Linked DNA regions of Oncorhynchus kisutch: region 2 is linked to region 1. Evidence: chromatin contacts called from public Hi-C data. All regions are on one chromosome and are shown on one strand. The core of a region is the stretch at or near the end of the contact, and the rest is flanking DNA. Distances in the headings are between cores, read along the strand shown.

Region 1 (4,933 bases), core at 1,423-3,922:
AAGTGAGTGAATGTCCACAAAAGTCAGTCAGAAAAGTAGCCTAGGCTTATACAGTGTAGAAGGAAATCGAACTTTAGCTAAAAAGTACATACTTGTCTGTTTGAATCAAATGTATTTATATGGTCAATTCTAAAGCCAGAAGTCAATGTAGGAACACTATGATTATGGTTCGAACATCTGTTGTTTATTTCATGAACCATCATTGCTTACATCCCCCTCTATCAATTTGCCTTATTGTGACATGGAGTAAACCCGGTTGTTGGGATAAATCAATGTAAGCCATGGCCAGACATGAGCTCCTCTATTGCATTAGCTAGGAAACCAGAAAAGACAGCTGTCTCGATAATACAGGAAACATACTGTATATCTGGCTTCGTTGTTGGATTTGCTCCGTCTGCCAAATATCAGATACATGTAGTTAGTTGTATCCAAGGGGCCACTGGAGATACACGTGGCTACAGAGTCATTGTTTGGAATGGTCGGATGTAAGAGAAATATGTAGCTCTAACCAATGCATGAAGAATCATCTTTACTGTCAATTGGATCTTTGTTTCTCATAATGACCATGAAGAAGTCAAGGAAGGACCCCTCTGTCTCATTTAAGTTCCACTCAAGTGAGGTCTGAAAGAGAGAAACTGTCCAATATGACAACCCCTCTCTTCCCACATAGTCTGCACTACTATTACATTGAGTTGGAAGTCGAACTTATTCAAGGACTGTAATTGTCCCGACACCAGACTTATACAGTACATCTTCCAAATAGGCTCTGTAAATGCAAGGGCTACACTCAACTTTTATGCATTACTACGATGCAAAGGGTATATAGCAGTAAAGGGACACATTCATTTGCTTTTGTACACTTGGATCCACATACATTTTTTTTCCAGAGCCCTACCACAAAACCATTGAAAGCTCTTGATCAAAGATCTAAAAGAGTTGTGTCGGTAAAGAAAAATATTATGGGATTTCAGCCAATACAAGTGTACTGAAAAATAATACGCTTGGGAACTTATAGCAGCTTCGAGGCTGCTTTCCTATCGAATACCGACAGGCAACAGTTGCTAATTCTGTTCAACATCAACACAGTTTCTCAGCAATGACAGAAATTAACTGGTTTTCCGTTCATTGAGGTGTACACTCCAGGGGCAGTCAGCGCAAACTGGAGGTTGTGCCAAAACGATTTGTCTTAGCAGCCCCATCAATTTTGTTGGTATGGCCGCTATACAATAGCAGGTGCAGGGTTGCAATTAAATCAACGCAGGGCAATGGACAGAAAAATCTGAACTGTACCCAATGACTCTGACCTGCCCTGTGCAAAGAAGGATAAATTGTTTTATTTTCTTGTAAGAGCCACTGGAATGCATTGCTATTATACGTTGTATTTTGTATCGTTTAGATAAAATATATTTAATGACGTTATCTTCTATCCAATCTGTGAATTGTAATAAAGACAGAATTTCAATTGACTTGGCTTTGTTTGTTCAAAGTTCATCTCTTGTCAATTCAATGCAAATCTGAGTATGCTAATCTCACCTATATGTGGATTAGTTTGCTGTTATGAATGTGCATTCCTTGCATACGTCATCAATGGACCATGGGACTTCAATGTCCCATTTAATGCAGAAGGTTGGATGCAAGAGAGTATGTGTAGTTATTACTATGTGACAATCTTTTGTGATGATTTTGTAGGGTAGGCTATTTAATATTTTCAATTAGCTGCATACAGTCAGTGCACTTCAGAATAACTGAATGTATAGAATACAGCATTTATTTTTAAACATTATCCTCCATACAATATAATGTAACACTACACAAATCCTTTGCGTTACTATGGGGCTCGAACACACCAAAATTTGACCAGGATGGGGACATGCAATATGAATCTGTGGTGGTTTGTGATAATCACGGTGAGGAAAAATAATGGTATTCTAATTAATTGTACCTTATTGAATGAGTGGCAGGTAGCCTAGTGGTTAGAGCGTTGGACTAGTAACCAAAAATGTGCACGATCAAATCCCTGAGCTGACAAGGTAAAAAATCTGTCATTCTGCCCCTGAACAAGGCACTGTTCCTAGGCTGTCATTGAAAATAAGAATTTGTTTTTAACTGACTTGCCTGGCTAAATAAAGGTTAACATAGGCCTAACATTCAGAATAATCAAATCAGTGCTTCAGTTCATCAATTATTTACACTTTACTGTTTCACTCACATCTCTTCTTTCTCTTTGCTTCAGCTCTAGCCAACTTCACAAAGTGCATAAATCATTAATTGATGATACACTACAAAATGTCATCAATCATCAGTAAATGCTGTCCCTGCTTTATAATTTGTTTTTCCCTGTTTTATGGTCACTTGTTAACACTAGTTACACAGCCACAAAATCGTAATTATTGCTCACTTTATGCTTAACCCTAACCTCACATTTTTTTGTTGCCGATTCGGACTTTGTGGCTGGGGAATCCTACTTTGTGGCTGTGTTATTTAGAGTAAACCCTGTCGTACTATAACCAATCAGCATACATTTCCTCTTACAGCTGGACAAATCATCGCCGTCCACGGGGTTCGGATTGGGGGCGGAGACCATTTACTATGATTGACATGTAGCACAAGCAATCCAATTCTTAAAATTCCCGGAAAACGTCAACATTTTCACTTCAACAACCAATAAACAATTGGAGAAGGTGTGGCTACTAATCCAAAGTGCATGCCCCAAAGTCACACGTGATCCTACTGTAGTTCAAGGTGTCACATCGAAGCAGGAGGTACGTAATGACGAACAAATGTCACTTCTTTCAAATATAGCTACTTCGCTTAATTATTCTTTCAGTCTACATTTACCCAGCTTGTTCAGTTGCATGCAATGCTGTCCAGTATATTTTAACTGTATTTATCATAATGAAAAAGCTCGAGAAACGATGCGTGGTCTTAGCGTGGACTGGCTAACGTTAGTAGCTGACAGAGGCCAGCTATTTAGTAGGCTAATTTAGCTAACGTTAGTAAAATAAAGATAGCTACTGTTATCCAACAAATGAACGTTGACATGTTCTGTCAGTAGCACACAGTTGCTCGTGTGTCCCTTTTGCCACGTTAGTTAGCTAATACATTTTGAAAGTGTTTAAGTCAGCTAACGTTAGCTACTGTAGGCAAGGATACATTGTGGCATCCATCTAATGTCCGCAATTAAGTGGTTAAGTAAAAACCCGCCTCGCGCTAAAGTAAGGAAATTGACAAGTATTGCCTTGGTGTGCGTGCACATGTCAGAACCATTGTGTAACACAAATCACGTAGGTATATTATCAGAAAGAAATGTAGTCGAGATGCAGTAGTCGATGTGTCATGGTGAGAAACTAATGTATAGTGATTCATTTGCCACGGCTATTTAAATCTCGAGCGCAAGTAAATGAATGAATGGATTAATGAAGCATTGTGCCCTAACGTTAATTACCTACCGGTATGTCCTTTTTAGTTTGGTCCTTGTTATCTCTTTGGCTGTGTTAGTGGGTGACAAGACCTACGCACTTCAAATTGGGGTTTATCAAGTGAGGAGCTAGCTACAGGTAGATATTGTATCTGAAATCATTTCCCTTTAAGCCGTACATGAACCTGCTTGTAGGAATGGCCACATGGAAACGGGTATTGCTGGTAGGGATGAAACGCGTAGAAGTCTGACCAGTTTTTCAAACCCACTTCCTCTGATGCATTCAACACCCTCTTGGAAATGTAGCTTTAAAAGTTTGCACATCGAAATAAAGGACCTGGCCTGTGTCATCTTATTGAATGGTTGACACATTTTTTAGCTAGCTATCTGAGAAATGTAAATAGCTGGAATGGAAAATATTTATTTGAAAGGGAAGTTGGACGTTTAATTGTTTACCCATGGTTAAATAATAACTTCTAATTTCTGATGGGTAATATTTATGGTCACACGAGAAGCTGTTACATTTTGTGTACATTGACAAGATGATTGCACCTTTAACCCACTCTCTTGTTGGCCTAGTCTAGAAACTAATGTTGAATGGTACAATAGACTTGCATGCTTTGAAAATATATTTGCTTTTTTTTAGTCTTACGTATTTTCCATTCTCTCTTTGAGACAGTCAAGGCTCATGAGGGTCATTGGGTCCTTATCCTATCTGCTTAAACCCACCGCACACCCACACTTAAATCCCTACAGTATGACTTAGACTGGGCTTTGTATCACAGAGTAGTCTATCCATTATCAGAGGCTGCATGTTGCTTATCCATGAGGGGATAGACTGTGAAAGTGCTGTGCAACATCTTGCGCAAGATGTCTGTCCATGTGGCGTAGCCTAGCTAGAAACAATTAACCATATGACCACAGCAGTAGTAGATGGCACTGTTTTTCCCCAAATACAGACTGAACTGAATGGAATTCATTCAAAAGACTGGCTGGCTGATAATAGTCTTTGATGTGTTGATTGAGCACTGATTGATTATACTGTCCCCTCCCTCTCCTTGTATCTGCTCTGTCCCTGACTTGAATACATGTGACCACTGAGGCATGATGTGAATGGGGGAGTGGTGTCCACTTGGCAGCACACCAAGGCCTCCCAGGTCCCCCATCCAGTGTGGTGGTTTGTTTTGTTTGGCCCCATGACTTCTTCAGCCTGTGGTGAGAAAGTGAAATTTGCCACTCCTCTCACGTTTATCCCTCCATCCGTCCCTCCCACACACCGCCCCTGGCCCACAAGGCACCTCGGCTTGTTCCTAGCCCCCCAGGCGGAAGCCACCCTTCCAGCTCCTATGGCCCACAAAACAGAGAGTGGAATCTGGGCCTAGCTAGTCAACTCCTTTGCCTCACCCATCCCAATAAGACCTGTATCTCACCCCTCACGCTCACACTCAGTAAGTTGATTGTCAAGTTACATGCATGGTGCTTTTTGGTGGTGAGCTCCCCTCTGGTTATCCCCTC
Region 2 (4,667 bases), core at 2,043-4,542, 240 kb before region 1:
GCCTCAGCGAGAGTGAGGGACTTCAGTGGTTCCTGTGAGGGACCCTGGGAAGGGGTGAGGGACCCTAGGACTTCCAGTGAGCCCTCCTCACCCACCCTGAGAGACTGGAGCTCTCCAGTAGAGGGGTCCACCTCCTTGGAGGTCACGTGAGTCCATTCCTCGTCACCACTGCCCCCAGTGTCTTTACCACCCTGCACATATAGAGATACATCATTTGACAACACACACCATCTGACAGGCAATTTTATTCTTCACCATTAACTGATTAAGTATCATTAATTAAACCGATTTTTTTACTTTGATTATCAAGTAATTAAGCGTGTCATACCTTAGCCAAACCACTGGCGCTCCCCAGGCTGCTCAGCTCGTCCACCTCCATGTCTCCCTCGTTTGCCCCTGCTCCCTCAGACCACCCTGTCCCGTTGTCACTCCTAGCACCGGGGTGGCCTCCTGACCCGGGTGGGGTCGGGTTGGGGGTCATCACCTTGGTCCTCTTCCCCTCGTGCTCCACGTCAATATCCACATCGATACCTGCAGGCAACATGGAGAGGTAAGTAAGCAATGTCAGTTCTTTCAAATTTAGAGTAGTCAGTAGATTTCTAATAATGGATTGATAAATGATTACATTTTTTTACATGGCACTTTTCACTTGGTCTTACCCAGTGGGCTAAGCATGGCTGCCACCCCTTCTCCAATGTTCTTTAGGTAATCCATATTGGCCTGGGACTGCTGGGAGGAAGCAGATGAGGCATCAGAGGATGGCTGACTGTCCTCGGGGGCCGCCTGGCCTGGCTGGGACCCAGAGGGACCAGGCTGGGACCCGGAGGGACCAGGCTGGGTCTGGCTTTGGGCCTGAGCCCACATGCAGTGTCTCATCTTCCGCATCCACTTCCCACGAGGGAACCACTGTGTAGAAGAACAAGATCAAAGTATAGAGGCCATTTTTCTCTCCCTAACCACACAGATATGTCCCTTCTGGTTTTTGGACCCCCCAATCCCAATGGAGTTTTAAATTGCTCAGATGTGTATCTGCAAGAATATCCACTTTAAAACATAAGACATAAACATATGTGTCTCACCTCAAATGTGTTGTTGAAGGGGTGCCAGATGGGTAGGAGGACGTGCTCCTTGTGGAGCCCCTTGGCCTGGCACGGGGAGCATAGGTCGTAGTTGGGGCACACAGTGCACTTAAAACGGGTCCCTGCCACCGGGCCCTCGCATTCATCACAGGTCACGTTGGGGTGCACCATGGGGGGCCCGTGAGGGCCATGACCATGAGGTGGTGGGCCATGGGGTGGAGGGGGCCCCATATGGGGTGCTCCAGGGTGAGGGGGGAAGGCGAAAGGAGGGACACCGCCCGGGAAAGCAAAAGCAGGGAACTCACGCCTGTGCTCCTTCTTCTCTGTAAGGGAAAGAAAAAAAGGATATGCGGGTAGGTATTAATAACTACAATGTTTCAGTAACAATGAGAATGCTATATCATTGTAATAGTGGTAATGATGACTTGGTGCATTACACATTAATACCAGACCGATTAATCTTTATATAATATATTTGAAAATGCCCCATCTTTGATCACAAAAGACTCACCCTTGATGAAGAGGCGGAAGGTGTCGTCCTTGATGCAGGTGAGGCCCATGATGAGCTCATCGTCGGTGGAGAAGGCGATCATGTCACCGTCCTCGTCTGGGTACAAGGGAAAGAAAAAAAGACTACGTTGTCACACACTGATCTCCTCACGTGGTTCACAAGCCATTGTTTGCTGTCAGCTCCTTATCTAGGCCAGATGATTAGATAATGGCAGTATGAGTTCACTAGTAAGGAAATCTGTCCACAGCTTATCCTCACTGGCTTATTTGATTTAAAACAGGTTAAGGGAATACTGTTGTTACAAAGGTGTTGTGCGCAGATATATTTGTCAATTTCCAGTTCAGTTATTGAAAATCCCCAAATATTTTCAATACATTCATTTCAAGTCATGTATTGAAATACAATTAATTTCCTGGTTTGACTGAGTTGTAATGGAATTGACCCCAACCCTGATACCCAATATGGAAAACATAAATTTAGTGATGTGGTACCAGTCAATAATACTACTGTATGAAATTGGTCAACTTTGATTCCCTGCTTGGGTGGAGAGCCCTTACAGAAATTTTTTTTTCTGGGTTAATGCCATCTGTTGCTAAGTTACCGTTATATCTTATCTATCTATTTATTAGTCCACTATGAACTAATGGTAGGCCTACAGGTAGGGCGAGCTCAGAAATGTAGTACAGGTATACATCATTGCATGTACGACAAACATGTAATAGAGCCTATTTGCTGCTCACTCTCGATCTGACATTCACTATGACATGCAATGTCAAATGTAGACTTCAATAATGTTCTGTGTACCAGTTCTATCATTTTTTTCTGGTGCATAAAGACAAATTGTCATATCTATACTGTTATTCGTCAAACTCACTCCTGTTATTGAAGCTTTCAGTCAGCAGATTATTTCACTTAACTTATTGACGCACTTTGGTCTAGGCCTATGACACGACATTAATCAGTTGATAGGCCTACTCAAGTAAACTAGGTAGTAACGTGCGCAATAACTTTACTGTAGTCGTGAATTACTTTGTCGAGCGCGATGTTATGGAATATAACAACAAAATTACCGCCAGAAATATTGACGACAATAACACGATCGAAAACACTGTACCATAGGCCTATAATGAAACACTGACAGTATAGGTAGGCTTACCTTTGTAAAACATTTGGTAGGGGACATTTCGCAGTGTTGAGAAAACATCAACAACCTTTCGATTCAAATACTCAAAACTCGTTGAAACATCTTGGTCGACCGCAAAGCGACGAATTTCTTTCGGCATGTGTTCCTTCCCAAGGAGATAGGCTTTCACGGTCATAGACATAGTCGAGTCTTCTCACGACTTACTTTCAGCCCAATTCGCTGTAAAAAATGTGTTGCGCAGTTAAAATGTTAAAGGCCGGATCCACTGTAAGGTAGCTGTCAGTGCGTCTCGCTGTTCTGGTTACAGTTCCGCGTATGAACCTTAATACGACGGCTGGTGTAATATTTATACGTCGGTCTAGCCAATCACAAGGTTTTGGTTCGGTATCGGGGGGGAAGTCCACCGTCCTAAAAGACAAAGCTCTAGTCGCCTTCTGTTATTGTGCGCAAAAGGCGAGGTAATGTAAACAAATGGGTGGGACGCGACGCCAAAGGGTGAAATGGAAGACCGAAGTATGACAAGGCACTTTCCATACGGGAATTCCCCGCGTGCAGACTGGTCTCATAGACTAGACGTAACATAATAAACGTAAATCTGGGAACTCTATTTACTATATGTTACATTTGATATGTATGGTTATAGAAGATAGAGTGGGTGGTTGGTTGTAATAACGGGAACATCTAGCAACCCAAAGGCTGTTTGTTCAAATCCCATCACGGACAACTTTAGCATTTTAGATAATTAGCAACTACTTACTACTTTTTTGCTACTTGACAACTACTTAGCATGTTAGCTAACCCTTCCCCTAAACTTAACCCTTTAACCTAACTCCTAACCTTATAACCCCTAAACGCTAGTGCTAGCTAGAGTTAGTCACCTACCTAAAGCCAGTGACAACAAATTGGAATTTGTAACATGTCATATGTTTTGTAAATTCGAAACATATTGTACCAATTGTAATTCGTAACATATCATAAGAAATCGATGATAGACATCCACAAATTAATACATCCCATACGTGCCTCGGATTTATATATAGAATAATACGAAATGCTCTGAGACCATGTTGCAGGGTGAGATCAGCATCATCGGACCACAATTTAACTGGACTGAGCTCTAGATTTGAAGAGCACCTGTGCCGGGACTTTAAACATTTTGACCTCGATTTAATACTTGATATTTGAAGAGGGGGTTTACGGATATTTATATTCTGTCAAAATCGTCCACATTGGATTCCCATAGCATGGACCAACTCTATTACTGTTATTTAGTCATATAAAATTGTGAGGAATATATTTGGTTTAAGTCAGAGAGTTAGACTACTGTAGGCAGGTATCCACATTGTAAATTCATATGCAGGTGGGCAAATAAAAAGACCATGACCATGCACTTTGTTCTAGTGCCCAAATGACTTAGGCTTAGGAGATGTGGCCAACGTATAAAGCTATGTGCCCTATACTTGTGTTGTGTGTAAGAATAAGTTGGTTGATTTGGCCTACTTTGACAAACAGCATTATTAAATCAAGACATGAGATAATATACTAAAAGCATCTAGGCTAAACACAGTTAGGCAGGTCAGGTAGCCTAGTGGTTAGAGCATTGGGTCAGTAACCGAAAGGTAGAATCCCTGAGCTGACAAGGTAAAAATCTGTCATTCTACCCCTGAACAAGGCAGGTAACTCACTGCTCCTCGGCCATCATTGTAAATAAGAATTTGTTCGTAACTGATTTGCCTAGTTCAATAAAAAATTATATTAGTTTATGTAGGCCTATTCATCATTGTACAGTATTTTATTTATTTAACTAGGCAAGTCAGGTAAGAACAAATTAAGTGTCTTGTTCAGGGGCAGATCAACAGATTCCTGTCAGCTCCGGGATTTGATCTAGCAACCTTTCGGTTACTGGCCCCACGCCCTAGGCTACTGAGCCCAG

Evidence for each region. Hi-C and Micro-C count contacts between places; a contact is called where the count stands out from the background.
Region 2: a contact with region 1 is called in a Hi-C map of liver, with 10 times the contacts expected there. The contact joins the promoter of LOC109905265 here to the promoter of LOC109905261 in region 1. A contact is called at or near these places in 2 of 2 Hi-C or Micro-C datasets (liver and muscle).

Annotation. Positions count from the first base shown.
Region 1 is chrLG15:36,353,016-36,357,948 of Okis_V2, reverse strand. It overlaps LOC109905261 (calnexin-like), which reads left to right and starts at 2,672. Exons shown (of 14, transcript XM_020502539.2): 1 at 2,672-2,762. It overlaps LOC109905263 (alpha-1,3-mannosyl-glycoprotein 4-beta-N-acetylglucosaminyltransferase B), which reads left to right. Exons shown (of 15, transcript XM_020502541.2): 15 at 1-1,287.
Region 2 is chrLG15:36,589,004-36,593,670 of Okis_V2, reverse strand. LOC109905265 (sequestosome-1) reads right to left here and starts at 3,292. Exons shown (of 7, transcript XM_020502542.2): 1 at 2,747-3,292; 2 at 1,591-1,686; 3 at 1,080-1,402; 4 at 660-906; 5 at 329-531; 6 at 1-191. The coding sequence starts at 2,915.